Regions from separate parts of the Mus musculus genome. Here region 2 is linked to region 1. Evidence: chromatin contacts called from public Hi-C data. All regions are on one chromosome and are shown on one strand. Each heading gives the region's core, a stretch centred on a gene start, on an enhancer-like site or on the middle of the called end of the contact. The rest is flanking DNA. Distances are from core to core; before and after follow the strand shown.

Region 1 (2,539 bases), core at 20-2,519:
ACAGTGACATTAGTCTTTTCAAGAGCAGAGTGTGGCCTCTCTCACATCTGAAAGGCAACCTGAGACAGAACAGATTAGAAATGTAGCTCAAGGTTTGGCTCCTGGCAAGAGAGCTGTCACTGTCTTACTACTCTTCCTCGCCTAGCAGCACCAGCACTGGGAAAGCCAGGGGTGTGGTGCACACGCATTGCAGATCCCTTAAAGACATTCGTCAGGACCAGTGCTAGAGCTGGTAGAGTTCTGAGATATGATGCAGGTGATTTCCCCATTTCTGGGGGTCATTTAACTTTTCTGTCACCTTCTCCGTGTTTTTCTTATGCCTTGACATTCACAGGTACTATGTAATGACAATGCTTACCCAGCAGGTAGACATAGTGTTCAGCAGATTAACCCAGTGTTCATGAAGCTCCCGTATGCCTTCTTTCTCCATCACTTCTGCATCCCAAAGGAAGCTTCCCAACCACACAATGTAGATGGAATAAGGTCCTTTTTGGGTGGGTGGGGGGGCTTCCATTACCACCACATACTGAAAGGAAGGAAGAAAGAGAGAGGGGGGAAGGAATGGAGCGAGATGGAAGGAGAGACAGACAGACAGACAGACAGACAGACAGAGACAGAGAGAGAGAAGGAAAGAAAGAAAGAAAGAAAGAAAGAAAGAAAGAAAGAAAGAAAGAAAGAAAGAAAGAGAGAGAGAAAGACAATGAAACTCTGTTAGAAAACAACTACTGCCTCTTTTGTCAAAATCCAGTGAGGGGGAGATGCCAGCATTGCTCTTGGGCTGGCCTCTGTCCAGGGTTTTGCTCTTTGAGTGCCCTGGAGCTCTCCATGTTTTGGATTTGGCAAAACATTGTACAATTTTCTCCCCAAGGGCCTGTCTCCATAAAAACGGTTCCCCAACAGTAGGTAACGGGAGGGAGCCACAGACAGCACGGAGCCAGAGCTTCAGAAGGCGTCCGCGAAGACAGAAGTCCTCAGATACTTGATTTTTTTTCTCCTAACAGGAGGCAAGGCTCAGGGAATCAGCAGAGAAGGGTTTCTTGAAATGGTAGGAAGCCGCTTTCATTTATATTTATTCTGTCTGCTGCAGCAGCCTGGCTCTTTCCGGAGGCTGAGAAAAAAACTCGTGGGGCTGCAGCTAGGAGAACAGCTACAGGCCCAGGAGTTTACCTCTCCTCTCCATGCTGTTTCACTTGCCTTCTGGCTCTACCCCTGAGCAGCATCCCAGGCCACAGCTGGACTTAGTGAAGTTTCGTTGCCTCATTATTTCTCCGTATGAGCCGGAAGAGGCAAAGGAAAAGCACCCGTATGGTACTGTTCAGCACAGGCTCGTAGTGGAGGTTGCGATAGAACACTGCCTTGTTTCATTGATGGCTATCTCCACTCGTACCTGGGTTGTTTTCTTTATGGTCGGGTGCTAAAACATACTGCCAAAACCTTGGTTGCATAAAGTCAAAGGAACCAACTCCCTTCCAATTCGAGAGGCCAGAAGATTAAAAGCGAGATGCCAATAGGATAGGTTCAGCCCTTCCGGGCTTCTGCGGGGAAACTCTGTCCGGTGATTCTCTGTCAGCTTCTGATGCAGGTTGCGGACAGGTTTGGCGTGCCTTGGTCTCTTACTGTTTCACTGTGAGTGCCCCCGCTGTCTTCACAAGACCCTCTTCCCTGTGCTCTTCCCTCTCTTTCCATTTATAAGGATGCTCCTGTGAAATTAGGACTCACCCTATTCCAAAATGCAGTCATCTTGGTTGGAACTGTTAGTTATAGCTACTATAGTTTGTCTGTATAACATTACAGTTGAAAGCTCCAAGTAGCTACCTCATTTCTGGGCTACTATTGCAACCCTGTGTCCCCTCCTATCCTACCTCAGTGTCCCAGAATAATGCTATCCACATCTGTTTTCCCATTCTCAGCCAGCCTCCAGCCTCTGAAATTTCAAGCATGGGTCTCTGTGAAGTTACTAGACTATCTGCTGCTGTGGCACGGCCAAAGCCTGAATTGATGGAGAGCCAGTCTGCTGTACGGTCCAGGCCCAACTCAGGGTGGAGGCTGTGTGAGGGGAAGCACCCACAGCTCTGTTCTTCCTGCTCCTCTTGGCTCACCTCCTTCCTACCCCACTTCCACAATACAGCTGCTGTCTCCTTTGACAGAGCCTAAAGGGTGAGGTGGGTATGAGAGCTAGACCATGTTTGTCTGGGTGCCTGGGAAGTGTTTGAAGTAGAGACCCTTCTGAGGTCCTGATAGTAAGCATCTCTCTCTCTCTCCCTCCCTCCCTCCCTCCCTCCCCCCCTCTCTCTCCCTCCCTCCCTCCCCCTTCTCCCTCCCTCCCTCCCTCCCTCCCTCCCCCCCTCTCTCCCTCCCTCCCTTTCTCTCTCCCTCTCTCTCTCTCCCTCCCTCCCTTTCTCTCTCTCTCTCTCTCTCTCTCTCTCTCTCTCTCTCTCTCTCTCTCTCTCTCTCTCTCTCTCTATTTCTGGTTCTCAAGATCCATGTTCCCCATCCTGGCCCCACAATCCTTAGGCTCCAGGCTCAGTCTAGTGTCTAG
Region 2 (2,539 bases), core at 12-2,511, 270 kb before region 1:
CAGCATTTCAGCTTCTCGGTAAGATGGAAACTTATTAGAAGGGAATTATTCTAGTGTCTTCAGACACACAGCCTTCCTGATACACATCTCGCCCCTGACAGCAGACTAACAAGACACATTTGTTAGCATTTGTGTTCCAGAGAATCAGCAGAGACTTCCCTGCCCTTTTGTCCCAGCCTCAGAGGGAGATGGGCTCAGTGAACAGCAAGATTCAGGTATTTCATTTCACAAATTTGAGTGGAAGATGAGGTGCCATGCGTTCTATAGAATGCACTATGCCAGCCAAGACCCCATGTGGGGTAGAGCTTACAGTGTCCAACTCACAGTAGGTACACAAGAAATCAAGCCTGTTTAAAATCTATATTGGTAGAATACAACTGCCTATAGAATTTATAGCTGGACAGACAAAGAAATAAAAAGATCAAAAACTGATAACTAGGCAACTGATCCAGCAGCCATATCCCCAGTTGACATGCACACACACACACACACACACACACACACACACATACACACAAATAAATAAATGCACATGTCCCCAAGAGCTACACACAAGAAAACCACTTAGGAAGCTTAGCTCTTCTTTCAGAAGCTATTGTTACAAGCTTAGTTTTCTGATTCCCTATTTTGGTAGCACATTAGAAGCAGCAATTTTAAAAGGCCAGAGCTTGCTGCAAGCAGGAGGAGAAGCAGTGGGTGGAGGTGACCCAGCCATCCAGAGAGTAGGAGAGAGGCAATTAGAATAATCTGCCTGCGGGATTCAGACACCAGAGAACTTCAGGGGAGTTTGAAATATGTTAGCAGTCTGAGATCAACATCTCTGTGTGCTGGAAGGGGTTTGAATTCCTGGGTCCTATTTTATCCAGGCACGTTTAAGAGCCTCGGTTACAGCCTTAAAGAAAAAAGGAAAGTGGAGAAGAAAAAGAGGGAGAGGGATGGAGAAATGGAGGGAGAGAAGGAGAGATGGGAAAGAAGAAAGAAGTGGGGGAAGAGACAATGAAGAAGGTTAAACAGGCAGGGCTACTACCCACTATTCTATCCGCTCAGGGAATGTTTCTGAAGAGGAGAGAGAAAAGGTCAGAGCAGATGAGAATGAGCTGTAAAATGCTGTTTTCTGGACATGACGTGGCCCTTGCATTTATGAATTCCATGTCATTTGTGACTGCTCCCACAAGATCAAGCCAGTCAGAATGCTGACCTAGATGGAGGAGGTGTTCTCCAGGCTCCTCGCCTATGCGTGGAGCTGGTGGCAGCTGAGAGTTGCTGGGGGAGGAAGTAACTGTGAGGCAATTCCTCTGGGAGGATACCCACACTTTTGGATGCTCCTTACCCATGCACATGTGGGCAGCTCTAACTGGACTTGGTGGGTTGTTAAAGTAAAATGAAAGACATTAAAACTGGAGAAGGATATGTGAGGTGATGGGGAGAATTGGAGGAGAGATATGGGGATGAATATAATATTTCATCGTATAAATGTATCAATTCTCAAATAACAATTTTAATTCTAATTAAAAACAAAGTACTAGAGGTCCAGTCTTTACAGGAAGAAACATGGGCATCCAAGATCTTTTGGGGAAAAAAGGATTAAAATGTTGAACTGTTGACATTTTAAGGGAGTGGTTCATTATTTGGACTGTTTCCTGAGAATGCTTTTGCCAGTTTCTTCAATGCCAGGTAAAGAAATCCCCACTGTGCTCTCACTGTGTTTGAGAATTCTTAGAGTTAAATACCAAAAGGAAATACTTTAGCTTATTAACAATGGTTAATAGGGTCCATGGATCTTTTTGTAAAGATGTTAACATTTTACATTTTTGCTTATGTTCTTTTTGTAAACAGTTTTCACTGGTATTTGTTGCTGCTGCCCTACTGTTCATTTGTTTGTTTGTTTGTTTGCTTGTTTGAATTATTTGGGTTTTTTTTTTTTTTTTTTGGTTTAGTTTTTGAAACAGGTTCTCCCACAGACAAGGCTGGCCTTAGCTCACTATGTCATCAAATCTAACCTTAAACCCTTGATCTAACCACTTCCAACTCAGAAGTGGGAGGACTGATTGCCATTTTGAGTACTAAATATTAATTTCCATTTGCTACTATAATGAACTGACACTAACTCACTATCATGGCTTACACAGATTTATTGTTCTAGAAGCTCTGGAAGTGTGATACTGTCTGAAAGACGTGGTTGAGATACCAGCAGGGTTGGCTCCTCATACGCCTAAGGGGGAATCCATTCACTTGCTTTTCCCAGCTCCTAGTGAGTTTCTATAGTCTCTGATCCATGATTGTCCCTCCATCCTCAAAGCCAGCCATGGATCATCTTCCAGTTTCTCCATCTCTCCTAGGATTCCTATAGTTGTATCACCTTTTCCTCTTCAGCCATGAAGTCTCAATCTACCTCCCATAAGGACACTATGGTCTGGGCCTTGTGATGCGGCATGTGTTTATCATATTAATTTAGGAGGATGGACCAATCTGGGCTACAGAGTCAGGTTAAGCCAGCCCAGTCTACAGAGTGTGATTTTACTTCAAACAACAAATACAA

Evidence for each region. Hi-C and Micro-C count contacts between places; a contact is called where the count stands out from the background.
Region 2: a contact with region 1 is called in a Hi-C map of uterus, with 2.2 times the contacts expected there. The contact joins two enhancer-like sites. A contact is called at or near these places in 2 of 484 Hi-C or Micro-C datasets (both in uterus), 2 of 115 datasets of contacts at active chromatin or transcription factors (embryonic stem cells and fibro-adipogenic progenitors) and 1 of 9 other capture datasets (adipose tissue).

What each region holds. Positions count from the first base shown.
Region 1 is chr5:44,592,356-44,594,894 of GRCm38.p6, reverse strand. All of the region lies in intron 2 of Ldb2 (LIM domain binding 2), which reads left to right. Among named protein-coding and RNA genes, the nearest start is that of Gm40297, 160 kb to the right of the region's middle. Within about 2 kb of position 1,269, at least 51 of the 459 cell types and tissues checked have an H3K27ac peak or open chromatin away from gene starts, as enhancers often do. A contact at or near this core is called in uterus, where this site is marked.
Region 2 is chr5:44,862,258-44,864,796 of GRCm38.p6, reverse strand. No RefSeq gene overlaps it. Among named protein-coding and RNA genes, the nearest start is that of Gm36076, 62 kb to the left of the region's middle. Within about 2 kb of position 1,261, at least 11 of the 459 cell types and tissues checked have an H3K27ac peak or open chromatin away from gene starts, as enhancers often do. A contact at or near this core is called in uterus, where this site is marked.